Regions from separate parts of the Mus musculus genome. Here region 2 is linked to region 1. A link is a contact called in public HiChIP or PLAC-seq data. All regions are on one chromosome and are shown on one strand. Each heading gives the region's core, a stretch centred on a gene start, on an enhancer-like site or on the middle of the called end of the contact. The rest is flanking DNA. Distances are from core to core; before and after follow the strand shown. Region 1 has its middle 34 kb from the start of Gm24221. Region 2 holds the start of Cstl1 (cystatin-like 1).

Region 1 (3,762 bases), core at 415-2,914:
TCCTTGCCTGAGAAATTGCCTTTGGAGAGGTGATAAGCGGAGCTCTTGTCTTTAGCTGCATATGTATCAAAAGATGGCCTAGTCGGCCATCACTGGAAAAGAGAGGCCCATTGGACTTGCAAACTTTATATGCCCCAGTACAGGGGAACGCCAGGGCCAAAAAGTGGGAGTGGGTGGGTAGGGGAGTGGGTGGGGGAGGATATGGGGGATTTTTGGGATAGCATTGGAAAGGTAAATGAGGAAAATACCTAATAAAAAATATAAAAAAAAAAAAACCAAGAAGTCATTGCCTGATTGAGAAGCCTTCCTACAGCAGTGGTTCTCAGCCTTCCTAATGCTGGGACCCTTTAATACACTTCCTCATGCTCTGGTGACCCCCCCCCATAAATGTGTTTTTGCTGCTACCTTATAACTGTAATTTTGCTAAGGTTAGGAATCATGATGTGAATATCTGATATGAAGGATATCTGATACATGTCCCCTGTGGCGGTCACAACCCACAGGTTGAGAACTGTTGTGCTAATGACAGTGGGTCACCAAGTAAAAGGAGTATGACAGTTTCATCTGGGTCCTAGCACCCATAATTGACTCAGGACTGTCAGATGCCTTCAAAAGATGTAAAACCTGCTTCATAGAAGGCAGCCTTCAGTTCTCAGGAAATCCTTTACCAAGTCTCTGGTACCTGGCAAGAGGTTTTATGGAGGACCATGGCATCAGAGGCCAGCAGAAACAGCAGATTCCACGGGCTATCAATGCTGCATAGGACGATGGTAATCCGTGGGTCTTCTGAAAAAAATGTAGGTGCAAAGAAAGCAACACGGCAGGGAGTGGTGCAAGCTAAGAGCTGGTAAGACAGTGTGATCAATGTCAGTAGGGCTCTGTCTGGTGTGGGGAACTGCACAGAGAGACTAGGACATCACAGTGACTCACAAGAGGCTCAAGGAAATGGAAATCTGGGACGTAGAAAAGCTTTATAGCATCTAATGTTGTCTGCATTCCCTGCAAGAAACATCCTCAGAAACAAGGGGATGAATGGACTCAGTTAGGATATGCCCCAGAACAATAACAAGCAGGGGAGATGACAAAATTGGGAAAGGGAGAAATAAGCCAGGACCCGGTACTCTAGAGTGATCCATTCTGCCAGGGAGCACTGGAGATGGAGTCACAGCTGGACACAGCTAGGGTAGGCTCAGTGGGCAATGAGACATCTGGAGTACTTTGTTCTACATTCAGCAAAGGGTTAAATCAGTTCTAAGAAAGATCTAGTTACTGGACAGCTTAAGGGAGGTCACCTCTCAGACCTTGGAATGTCCCAGGTGATAAGAGTCTTTATTTAGCTGGGACCTTGGGCCACACCAGATAGCCCATGTTAACAATGCCATTTATGGTGGGGGCCTAGGTGTCTGTTTGACCTCAGAGGGCGCTAGAGATTATAATGAGCCAGATGAGCAGTCATGTCTGTGTGACTATTGGATACTTCGTGTCCCTGGTTAGTAAAGCTATATGAGTGTGGCTTACCTCAACAGTGGAGGGAAAATCAGGCTCTGCTGTCAGAGCCCCCTGGGGAAGAGAAGCTGGAGTACCACAGCTTGGTACTCTGAGCCTGACCCCAGTGATTCGATTCTGCTGATTTTAATCTGTGTCCTGCTGTCGTAACAACACATAGGTGGTTCTGATTGCTTTTCTGAGTCCTGTGAGTCCCAATGAGTCATGGACACTTCCGTCACTGGTTAATAGCTTGTCTCAGCTCCCCACACAAGCAAAACAATCAAAGCCTCAGGTCAGACCCCCTGAGGTATATAGGCACTGGCGGCTGTTGGAAGCACAAATGAGCCCCAGTATGGCAAGTATGGAAATGATAAAATATCCAGGGATGCACCCAACACTGATAAAAGCTGATGGTCCACATAGTGGTCTCCAATGCAAAGCCCTATGCCATCTACCTACAATAAGAATAATCATATTTGTTAAATAATATTGAGATCATCTGTCATCACTGCTAAGAGTCATCACATGATCCTAAGCAAACCTCCCACTAGTAGTCAGTGCAGGAGAGAACTGCCCATCCATTTGACTGGGATGACTTTAAAGTGGTGTCTCCACACTTCCTGGAGCTGGATCCTGTGGAAAGCTATTAGTATTGGCATCTGTGGTACTGAGCCAACTCCGTTTCTGATCCCACAGCTCCAAGGTAGAGCCTGCACCTCTGAATTCTAACTGACTCCTAAATAGGGCTGCTGGTGGTCCAGCGCACTCCCAGAAAGTCATTCCTTCACAGGTCCAGGTAGAGGCCAGGCTTGCCAGTGGCACAGGCTCTGTCCTGATGAGGAAGATACTAAGTAAGAGGAATAGAGAAAATGCACTACTTACTATGCCCTGACTCTTTCCAGTACATTCTTCCCAGTGTGAGCACAAAGGCAAGTATTTGCTGGAAATGTGCCACCAGGAGGACATGATGGAAAAGAACTTGCTGGAATTGAAAAAGCACAGTAGGGGACTGTGTAAGAAAGGCGGAGGAGGCAAGGGGAAGAGTAATGGGGTGTGGATGACTAGTTAGCAGATAGACATTTAAAAACATTGGAAGTTCAGTAACTCATATTTGGAATGGCCCTAGGGGTGGGATACTGGCACATTACTAGCCCAAGACCCACGGACTCTGTGGCTGAGGGTCCTGCATAGGCTCTGTCTTCCATTTAATCAGGCTTGCAATAGACTAGGCTCCCATGGAGCAAGGAAACCATGGAGCAAGAAAACCAGGCCCAAGTCATGAAAGAGGAGGTGTGCTTTATGATGGGGAACTGTCCCTGGTGGTTAAAGATGAACTCAGGCAGGTTAATGAGTGAGAACAGTTGATGTCACAGGTTTGATTGGTGAGTGAAGTGATGGCCCAGAGGAAAACAGATACTATAAGGCAGGGAAATATCACCTGGGTTATACTCTGTGGATTTTTCTAATTTACATGACTGAAGTCACAACATTTAACAGGCATGCCTCCTTGACCCACACTTAGCCCACAAAGTCCTAAAGAAATGCATCATTCTAAAAATCCCTTGTGCTTGTCACAAGTTGGACCTGTTTCAAAACTGTCTTGTTTATGCATATATTCAATACATTTTATTCAGTGCCTACAGTACGCCAGGATAGATGTTCAGAATACGGAGCCTGTACTCTAGTAGGAAGGACAGATGATAAATCGCAGGCATATAAATAGGACTGCTGCAGGAGCTGAAGAGGAGACTCCATCAGGAAAGAGCTTAGTGTGCAAGCATGAGGAGCAGAGTTTGGATACTCAGCATCCATGTAAAAACTGGACACAGTGATGTCTGTGTGTAGCCCAGTGCTGATGAAGTTCCATGGACGTCTAAATTGATGAGCTCTGGGTCCATGTGACCCTGCCTCAAAATATAATGTAGAGAGGGATGGAAGAAGATGTCTAGTATTTACCTCTGACCTCCAGGCATATAATATACATACATATATGTAACTACATGCACATGCACACATCATAAACAGGTACACACACCCCACACATGAACACACAAAATGAAAATCATTAAAGGCCGTGATGCAAATGTAAATACAATGGGAATACATGACTTGCTTTAGGGGTTGGTTAGTAAGTTTGTTTTGATAAGATTGTCAGTCAAAGCTTTAGAGAAACAATCTGTAACTTGACATCTCATGTTGCCTTAGATTTAAGAGGTAAGAGAGTGTCAGTTGTGGGGAGAGCCATAGAATAAGTATTAGCATCAGGGACAAAGG
Region 2 (4,131 bases), core at 600-3,099, 630 kb before region 1:
TTGCATATAAACATTTAAAAAATATTTTCGACTAGTTAACTGTTAATGGTAGAAGGTTGATTTCACAGGTTATATTAGTATCTCAATTATAGTTTAAGGAAACCGATCAAAGTGAAGACGAAGCAGCGCCACCTTGTGGTTATAGTGCATAATACCAAGGAATCCCCAGGAATGTCTGTGTTGGGATTAAGGAACTTTAGCTATCAAACTTACATTGCCCACCCGGCCCCATGTCTTCCCCTTCTTGCTGTTAACTCCTGTTCCATCTGCTTTCCATTCTCTCTGACTAGTAATCTTCTCTCATAGTGAACGATTTCTTCTCAAAACTGCATAGCTAGGAAGCAGAATTGTTTCTGACTGGTTTGATCTGACCTTGAGGAAACATTGGCTCAATAGTTTTCAAGCAAATGCTTTCCTCTACCGCCTTTCGACTGATAAGATTCACAACAAAGTTGTGTGTAAAACAAAAGAGAAGGCACAATGACACGCACATGTGATCCTAGCACTCACATGGAAGGAGGGAGGACTGTGCCTAAAAACAGGTAGAATTAATCTGGCTGCATTCCCTGACCCCATTGCTCTCACCAAAGACTTGTTGCTCTAAATGTCTCAAACACAAAATTCAATCCTGATTTACAGTCCTGGACACTGAAGAAATAAAAATGCTGTTGGAAGTAAAGGAATCTACAGAGCCTGCTTATGGTTTTTCCAGATAATATCATTAAAAAAAAAAAAAAAAAAAAAAAAAGACATCCCCATGCTGCCCTCTGGTAGGCAGAACAAAATGCAATTTCTCCCATAGAACAATGCAGAGTAGCTACAGGTCAGCTTTTGGCCAAGGAAAAGGTAGTAAGGATTAGTTTCCAGCCTGAGGCCAGACTAGGTCACGACCTGGCTGTGATGACCAAATGAGCTGCTTAACTCAGAGATATCGTGTGCACCCATTGCACATGAAGCTACCTGAGGAGTTTCCAGGACTTGGTTATAGAAAATCCCCATATGTCTCAAGAAGCAGGATGGGGCTTGTGTTGATGTCCGGGCAACAAAGCACAAACCTGCATCTGACCTTGAATTAGCTTCTGAACTTGATACAAGTAGGTGTCGTTGCTTGCGTTGTTGTAAGAGCGGATGAAAAAATGGAGTGTCGAGTTGATGTTTTTCTTGCTCATGGCCTTCTCCTTGAAACCCCCCCACCTCTGGATGTGATTCACCTTAGCCATTACGACCACAGTCACCAGCAACAGCAGCAAGGGGATCCTCAAACCTCTGGCCTTCATCTCCATGGCTTCGGAAGGCACTTAGCTGCAGTGCTGCCAGCTTTCGAGTGCAGCAACAGTTCTCTCCGCCTTCCACAGCAGTCTTGCCGGCATTGGCTTCCTGGGAGACAGCTTCACGGACCCTAAAGCAGAGATCAAGACACTGAGTTCACTCTTCCAAAGTGCTAAGGACACTATCCATGGAAAACTTCCCAAGGGCCAGAGCAGTGCTCCTGCCACTAGCAATGGCCATTCTGTTCTTTAGCAATCCAGGTTAAGAGGTTGTCTCTGCACACATACCAAGCCATGAGAGCGTTCCCTAGCCTTGCCTGTACATGTAGTGTGATCCCAAGAACAGACTTCAGAGCCACACAATAAAGACATGCTATAGCAGAGGGCACTGTGTATGGAAATAGATGAAAGTTTATGGAATAAGTTGTATTTGAACTGAGACAAAGGAATTGACCACATGGAACCTGGCGTAGTATATTCCACCCACCTTATCAAGTCACCAGCAACCCCTGTGCTTCCTCAGTCAGGTCCCCTTACTCACCTGCCTCCTACCTGCCACAGATTTCTCTCTGCTGTTTCCCACTGTGCTGGCAGGTTCCCAGGCTATCCCTTGTAATCCTGTTATGACCCAGCAGAGCTTTGTGAGGTAACCCCAAGCTCCCCATGTGAAGTCAGCCAGGAGTCTTACTCAGAAATTATCGCTGCAGGGTGCAACCTGTATGTTAAGAGCTCATTACAGTACCCTAATGTTTTGCCCCCAGCAAAAGAACAATAGTAAGAGAATCAACAAAGCCTTGGACTAGAGAGATGTTTTCTTCAGTGTCAGCATAAGGATCCTAGCTTAGATCCTCAGCACTCACAGAAAAGTCAGATTGGGCTGTGAACACTAATAGCCATAGTGTTGGAAAGCAAATATGGGTGGGTCCCAGGGCCTCACCTGTCAATCAGTGTGGACAAAATGCTAAGTCTAGGTTCATTGAGAGACCTAGCCTCAAAAATAAGACAGAGAGTAATGCTGTAAGACATTCCAATAGCAACCTCTGGCCTTCATACACATCTACCTGCACCAACATACACACACACACACACACACACACACACGCACGCACACACACGCACGCACATATACCACAATCTGAATGTACTGTAGTGACTGTATTGTGAAATGCTAACTTCTTAGTTTTATAGTTGTACTGGGATTATGTCAATGTTTCAGGAGGTTAAAGACCTAGGCGAGGTTCTGTGGGCTTTTGTTTGTTCGGGATCTTTTCAGTCTATTTGTAAGTTTCATATTATTTCAAAATTAAAGTTTAAACGTTAAAAACTAAAACTAGTCATTGAGAAGCAGAGTGATATGGCAGGCAACACACATGTCTCATGCTCCAGCTGTACTCTGGAGATTCTGGGCTACTTAATCTCCCTGAGCCTAGATTTTTTCATCTCTGTTTTTGAAACAGAGTCCCATTATAGAGTTCTGGCAGGCCTGGAACTCACAGAGATCTGCCTACTGAGTACTGGGATTAAAGGTGTGTGCCACCACACCTAGCATTTGTCCTTGTGTCCAGCACTGGAGATTTCTCAAAATCATCTGTGTGATTCTTCCTGAATCTGATTCATATGCTGGATCCATTGTCTGATGAGCTCCTAGTCCTAGTCTAAGCTTCATTGTGTCCCTCCAGTAATAATAGTTTATAGTACTATTAGGGTACCACAGCGTCCATATTGTGCTCCATAGAGTCCTAGAATCTGTCGAGCTCCAGACATGGAAGCTTTAGAACACTCTAGGTTGGATGAGCCGAACTCACTACAAAATAGATGTCTCACCTATACCTTTCTCCTCTGTATTAGAAATGACTTGTTAAGTAAGCTCTGCTACTTGGGTGGAGGAAGAACTCTGCTTATTGACAATCAACACACTATTAATTAAGCTAAATATAGCCAACAAAATTGGATTGTTATGTGCCAGCAGAAGGACAGAGGTGTACGAAACATTCTGTTTAACTGAACTTGGGGTTCAGTTCTTTCTTTCTTTCTGCTATGTATTTTAAATTTTTATTTTATATTTATGAATGTTCCGCCTGAATGTACATGTGTGTTCCACTTGTGTGCTTGATGTCTGACAAAGTCAGAAGGGAGCGTCAGAGTCCCATGAGCTGGAGTTACAGATGGTTGTGGACCACCAATGTGGGTGCTGGGAATCAGGTACAGGGCTTCTCTGCAAGAGCAACAGTACTCTTAACTAATGAGCCATCTCTCCAGCCCTGGGGCTGAGCTTTTCAAACAGTCCTCTGCTGAGCCTGAGTGTAAGTCATAACTGCACAATAGAACTGCTTCCTGCCTCATGTCAGTGTGGGCATCTTGTTTCCTGAATTAGTTCCCCCCAAACAATACCAGAAAGACTGATGATTTGGAGGAGAAAATAAATATTTATTTAATCTATGGGATAAAGGAGAAATAACTGGCCTATTTGTATCAATGGGATATAGAATAAATGGGCAGTTTTTTTTAATGTTCAAGAACTAAGTGGGGTCCATTGTCTGGTGAGCCTTAAGCCTTAGTCCAAGCTCTTTGTGGAATAAAGACAAAATAGAGACTCTAATTACAATCATAAATATGAGAAATACAGTGAGTATCAGAAACCTGCCTTTGAATTAAAGGAAAAATAAGGAGCCAGAGATATAATGCCATAAGGAATGAAGACAAAAAGGGGGAAGTAAGGGGCTTGATAACACACTCGAAACAAAGGCAAAGAAGGTACTTGCTTATCTTCACAGAATTGGAAAACTGGATTCCTCATTATAACTCTGAAATAGGAGGAGTATGATGGTTGGTTCCATTTGGGAATAAAAAGAAACACACAAAT

What was found. HiChIP or PLAC-seq counts read pairs in DNA pulled down with a chosen protein or histone mark.
Region 2: a contact with region 1 is called in an H3K27ac HiChIP or PLAC-seq map of trophoblast stem cells, with 13 times the contacts expected there. The contact joins the promoter of Cstl1 here to the enhancer-like site in region 1. A contact is called at or near these places in 5 of 39 promoter capture datasets (the 3T3-L1 cell line, the SN4741 cell line, embryonic stem cells and 2 more), 4 of 15 datasets of contacts at CTCF or cohesin (the NIH/3T3 cell line, large pre-B cells, pro-B cells and 1 more), 24 of 484 Hi-C or Micro-C datasets (B cells, LSK cells, the N1E-115 cell line and 15 more), 7 of 115 datasets of contacts at active chromatin or transcription factors (the NIH/3T3 cell line, astrocytes, bone marrow-derived macrophages and 4 more) and 1 of 9 other capture datasets (macrophages).

Annotation. Positions count from the first base shown.
Region 1 is chr2:148,115,258-148,119,019 of GRCm38.p6, reverse strand. No RefSeq gene overlaps it. Among named protein-coding and RNA genes, the nearest start is that of Gm24221, 34 kb to the left of the region's middle. Within about 2 kb of position 1,664, at least 8 of the 459 cell types and tissues checked have an H3K27ac peak or open chromatin away from gene starts, as enhancers often do. A contact at or near this core is called in extraembryonic endoderm stem cells and trophoblast stem cells, where this site is marked.
Region 2 is chr2:148,748,079-148,752,209 of GRCm38.p6, reverse strand. Cstl1 (cystatin-like 1) reads right to left here and starts at 1,849. Exons shown (of 4, transcript NM_177655.4): 1 at 1,810-1,849; 2 at 1,056-1,399. The coding sequence starts at 1,283.